Linked DNA regions of Ovis aries: region 2 is linked to region 1. A link is a contact called in public Hi-C data. All regions are on one chromosome and are shown on one strand. The core of a region is the stretch at or near the end of the contact, and the rest is flanking DNA. Distances in the headings are between cores, read along the strand shown.

Region 1 (3,242 bases), core at 377-2,876:
ACACAGACATCTCTTGAAGTAAATAGAATTTATTCAGAGCCTAAAGCTGCCCCCAGGAAAGCTGGAAAGCATGTGAATACAGGGAAGGCAAGTGAGGCCCACAAGGCAAAGCTATAGACTGTGCCCCTTGCATCCTGACCACACTCACAGCGAGGACTCTAATGTCAACCACAGCAGATTCTGCCATTTTACCCATGGCATTCATGAACAGAGAGGCACATATCGAAAGAAAGAGAATCTGTTTAAATTAGGGCTATAGACACACAGCCCATTTGCTCTGTATCACTGTTCCTCCTGGCTTGTCTGCCTCCCCACAGCTTTAAACCGCCAGCTTTTGATTTGAAACGAGGCAGCTGAAACCACAGCGACTTTCTGCTGCATTTGAGAACAGGCCAAATGACTGTGTACTGTTCTGAAAAAAGAAAAAAAAAAGCTTTTGACAGAGCAGCTCCCCTTCCCTCCTGCAGCCTGGGAAATGAGCACCACAAGCCTGTCCTGGGCTGAGCAGGCCTCGGGAGAAGACACAATTCCTGCTAGAGACTCACCTCTTTTGAATGTGGTGTCCCCCCCAAGTGATGGAGATGCTGTATTTCCCCTGGGTGCTGGGGTAATACTCAAATGCATAGACTCCATCCTGAAAGCCTTTCTGTTTCACCAGCTCCTCCAGACCCTCTGTGGGAAGGAAGCACACCGTCTTTCCAATAGGCATCCAGACCCAGAACGAGAATCCACAAGACAGGAACAGAAAGACAGCAACAGCCACAAAATAAAACCACGTGGATGATCTCAGAGTGTGGGATTCCCCCACCCCAAATTGGGAGGATACTCCAAAGCTGAAAACAGACACATGTCTACTTCAAAGTAAGGGGAAATGGAAGATTTCCCAGCTCACTGGCTTTAGAAATCTTTCTCATGTATGAGGGACCTATGAGGTCCTAAACCCCTGGGGCTGGTAATATTTTTCAGTGATCAAAAAGCCATCCTTTTTAGCTGCCCATAAGAATTGCACAGGGAACTCTACTCAATATTCTGTAATAATCTAAATGGGAAAAGAACTTCAAAATGAATAGATGCATAGGTCTGTATAACTGAATCAGTTTGCTGTACACCTGAAACTAATACAACATTGTTAATCAACAATGTTTCCTGCATCGGCAGATTCTTTACCAATGAGCCACTGGGGAAGCCTACATTCCAATATAAAAAAGGCAAAGAACATTTTTTAAAAATGGTAGAAGGAGTAAATGCTTATGAGTGTTTGGCATTAGGATCCTGGCATATCCTTTTCAACTAAAACTGGACAATGAAAGCAAGAAAGCTCTTGTAAGCTATCTCCAAGAGAACAGGTTTCAGAGGCTACCTCACAAACTCCAGTCTGAGCCATCAGGCAGGAACTTGTTTTATGTTGAGCCCTGAGGTTTGGCTGGGAAAGCCATTTAGTCAAGTAAGAATCTAAGGTCAGGGAAAAAAAAAAAAAAAAAAAACCAAAAAAAACCGCCTCCTCAGTTCCTGTAGCAACAAGCCAAAAGGGAGGCCAGCCCTCGAGCAGCCTGACTCCAGGTCTGGGCAGTCTAGAACCCTGCCTGCCTTCAGGGCATAGCTGCCCCAAAACTCAGTGCTCTGAGATGAAATATTAACTTTCTGGAGCTCAGAACACTCCTGCCACAGCCTGTTAGGAACATAGGGGAGTGAGAACAGTCCCGGAAGAGAAAGCGAGGATTTTACAAAGCCGGGGAGTAAAACTGCTGAGGCTACCGGACTCACAGCTGGAAAATGTCGAGCTGTTTCTCTGACCCAGGGTGGGGAACTCATGAAGAGAGTAGATACCTGTTCTCCTGTCTCTTTTCTCATGAAAGAGCGACAGTGAGTTGCAAGGTGCATGCACTCTTCCACAAGTGGCATTTATCTACAGAGAAGGCTTAATCGTAGGGAATTTATTCTCCTTCTATAAGCACTCATCAAAGTAATTAGGTATCTGCCATAATTTCATTGTCTATAAAATGTAACCTGTAGAGGGGAAAATTACTGGCTTTGGAGATCAGGCTTGAATTCCAGCTCAGATGTTTAAAAGCTTTGTGACTGTGGACAAGACCCTTCCTCTCTGAGCCTAGGTTTCCTCAAATTAAAAAAAAAATAGGCCATTTCATATTGCTGTTCCAGCTCCAATATTTATTTCTTTTTCCGGAAGCCCTAACATAATGTGAGGCTGTCAATCCAATACTGTTCCCACATCCAGGGCAGACATGACTAAACCATCAGTTTCCTTCTACATGGAGCAGAGAGAGCCTCCAATCTCTGACTCAGCTCTCTGGGATAAATTGATCAGAACTGGCTGTGTGATGAGACCCATAGGTCATGGCTGTCAAGTTAAGCTGAAATCACATTGAGACAGGGAAGCAAAGGAGCACTTACTAGGACCCTTAATGGTGACGCCGAGCTCTCCACTTCCAGCAGCTTTGGTGTCAACCCTGAAGTCTGCAGTTTCTCGGATGCGAATGCCTTTAGGCTGCAGGCCTCGGCCACTGGCCCGGCAGGCGTTTGGATTGCAGGCTGTAAGCACAGTTTCGACATCAATTCAACCTTTTATTCTTTAGTCTGAGTTGAGTAAGCCAAGGTAACTTTGAGCCACCCGCCAAGAAAATGTTTGCTTTGCAGAGTGTGCAGCAGCTGCCTGAGACCAGGGGTCTTGTTCAGGGAGCACACCAGGCTAGCAAATAAAGACACAATATAACTTTGTCCAGGGACTGGGGAAAAGTTACTTTGGCAAAAAAAGCAGGAGCGCACAGCGTGAATTCGCTGGACTCCTGGTATTTGCTGAATCCTGGCATTTATCCTCTCGGTGGTAAAAGAGAGTTAAGACCTGGGATTGGACGTTGCTCAAACTTCACTGCCATACTCAAGGGTCCAGTAATTGGGAAGACTGGACTTTTTCAGGTCTACTTGGAAAATGTAGCACTTGAAAACATCTGACCTAGTTCCAAACTTCGGATCAGTGGTTTCCAAAAGTCTAAATGTTGTTCTCTTCCGCAGGAAGAGCCAGAGGATGGTGCAAAAAAAGACCAGATCAACCCCACCTCGACCAAGGCAGACAAACATTTCAGTGCTATTACAAGGTCCTTGGAATGCAGGTGGCTACTCTATAATTAGAAGTAAACCCCACTCTCAATTTGCTTTCTGGGTCCAGTTAAAAAACCTAAAGTTGTATGTCTAGCGCAAAGGTAGCTTCTAACATTCCTATATAA
Region 2 (3,480 bases), core at 858-3,357, 77 kb after region 1:
AAGAGATTTCATTTCATGTTCGGACACTCCTGGTTTACTTTAAATTTCTTTGTTCAGTTAATTAAATAAATACACATTTTCAAAGCAAAGAAGAAGGGATCCATGTTGAGCCCAGCCGGCCTTCGAGATTCAATCTGAAAAGAAAGTAATTCCTAGAGAAACTGAGGTTCTCCTTTCCTCCTTACAGGAGATTGGTGCCCCAGAGGCGACCGCATGTCACACAGCTTCCCTGGGCAGGGAAGCCACCCCCGATGGGGAGGCTAACTGGGCGGTGGTCCCGGAAGCAGCCCTGCCTGCCTTGACGGGCGTGGGGGAGAGCGGTGGAGAGGCCGAGGAGGCTCAGCCTCGGCACCCAGCGTCAGGCCTGCTTTCCTGGGGAAGAGACCTGAGGCAGCTCCTCACGGGCAAGAGGCTCACCTGGCAGAACGCGCGCCCTGTGTAGGTGTGCACATTCTCCGCACAGTGACATGCTCTCCACACACATGCTCTGTGTACATTCACTCTGCACACCAACACACTCGCGCGGGCACACACACTCCACGCCTCTCGCCCCGATCCTCAGAGTCCACACCCATCAGCCGCCTTGTGGCCCTTCCAGAAGCCCTCAACCAGCCGAGGTCACAGGCGGGACCTCACCCCAACTCTTCCTCCCGCGTTGCGGGTCGGGGCGAGGCGCGGGAGAGGAACCCAACACCAACTCCCTCCTCCCTCTCAGGAAGACCCTGGTGTGGGGAGGGCGGGGAGAGGAAAGCAAAGTCTCCTTTAATTGTCACCCACTTCCTTCCATTCTCAGCTGGACCCTCGCTAGCCTGAGCGAGCCCATTAACGCCCTGGCCCCGCCTCGTCTGCAACAGGGGTCTGACGGCGCCCCCGCTCGCAGGCTGCGCGAGGAGGGAGGTGACTGGGAAGGCTGTGGGCGCCCGGCGCGCACTAGCTGGGGCTCCTACAAGGCAGCGGTTACTGCGACCACCACCCATCTCCGAACGACACCTTCGGCGGCGACAGCGCAGCCAGAGCTGAGCTGGGAGCGAGGAAGACACACCCCCGCGGCTCCCCTTCCCACCTCGGGGCCCAAACCCCTTCCGGCGACCGCCAGGTCCCCGTCTCCACCTGGGCGGGAGGCCCCGGATTCGGAGAACAGTCCCTCCCGGGGCCTCCCCACCTGGCCTCCCAGCCAACGCCCATTCGGCGGCCGCGGGGCGCAGCGGGGCGAGCGCTCGGGGGAGCGCCGGACGAGGGCTCCACCCCCCAGGGACCGCGGACCTGAGGCTTCCAGTCCCCCGGCCCCCGCTGCGACGCCCCAGCTCCCGAGAAATGCCACAGCCCCGACTCTCCCGGTGCGGCCTCAACCCGAACCTTCAACCCACCGCCCCCAACAGGCGCACAGCCCCGGCGCACGGCGGGGAGCGAGCACACGAGGAGAGCGCCCTGGAGGATGGATCTCCCGAGGGGGCCTAGGTCCCCTTTGTCCTCGCGCCCTCGGGGGACAACGTCCCCCGGCCCCGGAGCCCACACGGAGCCCGCGGCTGCTCGGCGCGGTGGTGGGGGGGCACCCGACGGGGAGCTTCAGCCTCCACAGGGGCGCACGCGCGGTGCAGGCTGGAGGGCGAGGGGTACCGGCCGGGCCAGGGCACTCACCGATGGACACGAGCTTGATGCTCTCGCGGTCCAGGAACTCGAGCGCCACCGACACGTTCTCCAGCTGCATCTGGCGGAAGGTGGGCCGCTGGTGGTACTTGCGGTACATGTGCTTCTGGCTGAGCACCTCCAGGAGCGCGATGAGCCGCAGCCCGTCGCTCAGGTCGGTCTGCAGGTTCCCTATGCGCTTGTTCACGCACTTAAGGTGCTCGTTGCACCAACGCGTGAAGGTGTTCTGCTGGATCTTCTTCCAGGGCGCGTCCTCCGCCAGGTCCTTCTCGGTTACCGGCATTTTGGCGGCGGGAAGAGCGCTATGCGCAGCGAGTTGCCGGGGACTGGCGTATGGAGGCCCAAGGGCCGCGGGGAGCGCAAAACCAAAGCGGAGCGGGAGCGGGGCTCGAACTCGCTGCTACCGAAGCCGCAGCTGGGGCTGCTCTGCGCCCGCCTGCCCGTGGCCGCGCGAGGCGTCTGGCCCCGCGCCTGCGCACTGCGTCGGCCCGCCCCTGAAGCTCCGCCCAGTCCCAACCCTCAGGAGGGCGCTCCCGGGCCACGCTCGCCCCCTGCCGCTCGAAGCGAGCATTACGGCCCGGGAGTCCAAGTCCTCTGGGGTCCCCGCGCTCTGTGCTCACAGCCTCGGTGAAAGGAAGCTAGGCGGGAGATGTCCAGCTTCTCAAGGAGGTCACCCGGTGCCAGAGTGAGGGGACGTGCAGAGGTAGGAACCTGGACAGAATGGGCAGGGACGGTGGCATGGGTCACGCGGGAGGGGTTGGCGGGGAGGGGTATTTCATCCACCTGCAGGTTCAATAAGTTTCAATAAAACCTTTCACTGAGCTATTGCTGTGTGCTAGGCTCTGTGTTAAGGACTTCCCTGTAGCTCAAACGGCAAAGAATCTGGTTGCGAGACAGGAGGCCAGAATTCGATCCCTGGGTTGGGAAGTCCCTCTGGAGAAGGGAATGGGAATCCACTCCAGTATTCTTGCCGGGAGAATTCCAGGGACAGAGAAGCCTGGCGGGTTACAGTCCACGGGTGCGCAGAGTCGGACGCGACTGAGCAACTAACACAGTCCACAGCCTCCGTGTTAGGCACTCGGAGCTTCGGGAAGGAAATGGACATTAAAAAAAATAAATTTATTTGGCTGCCTCGGGTCTCAGTTGCGTCATGTGGGACCTTTCCTTGGCGCGCTCAGGCTCCAAAGCACAGGCTCAGTAGTCGGGGCGCGCTGGCTTAGTTGCCAGGTGGAATGTGGGATCTTAGGTCCCGAACCAGGGATGGAAATTTGTCGCCTGCACTGGAAGGCGAATTCTTAACCACCGTAACCAGGAAAGTCCCTGAAATTGACATTTTCCTTCTCATATTAACTGGACACATATGAATTATAGTATTATCCTTCATAGTATTTATTGATTGCCTGCTAACTGAGGCCTATGAGCCTTCTTAGCACCTGCCAACAAATGGTAAATAAGACAAACTTATAATTTAACCTTGAGGAGTTCATAGACTAATGGAAGAAAAAAGTATAAATCATCTAACACAAACACCCTAATGGTGGTGGCAGAAATGAACCGTAATTTGCCATGTGTATTAGTTCCTTAATGCTGCTGTAACAAACTACCAAAACTTTGTCTTTAAAACACACACACACACACACACACACACACACACACTGTTATCTTGCTTTTCTGTAGTTTAGAGTCCCTCAGAGGGCTCACTGAGCTAAAATCAAGGTATTGGCAGGATCCGTTCCCTTCTGGAGGCTTTAGGGAAGAACCCATTTCTTTGCCGTTTCCAGCTTCTAGAAACTTCCCAAATTCCTTGGCGGAGGCTGCTTTCTTTGTCTTCAA

The links. A called contact is a pair of places that touch in the nucleus more often than the background predicts.
Region 2: a Hi-C map of liver shows a contact between it and region 1, with 3 times the contacts expected there. The contact joins the promoter of FLNB here to the enhancer-like site in region 1. A contact is called at or near these places in 6 of 16 Hi-C or Micro-C datasets (liver, mixed tissues, muscle and 3 more).

Annotation. Positions count from the first base shown.
Region 1 is chr19:43,307,950-43,311,191 of ARS-UI_Ramb_v3.0, forward strand. It overlaps FLNB (filamin B), which reads right to left. Exons shown (of 46, transcript XM_060402298.1): 9 at 2,413-2,550; 10 at 546-672. Among named protein-coding and RNA genes, the nearest start is that of TRNAG-UCC, 23 kb to the right of the region's middle. Within about 2 kb of position 1,627, at least 21 of the 54 cell types and tissues checked have an H3K27ac peak or open chromatin away from gene starts, as enhancers often do. A contact at or near this core is called in liver, where this site is marked.
Region 2 is chr19:43,384,055-43,387,534 of ARS-UI_Ramb_v3.0, forward strand. It overlaps FLNB (filamin B), which reads right to left and starts at 2,108. Exons shown (of 46, transcript XM_060402298.1): 1 at 1,639-2,108. The coding sequence starts at 1,930.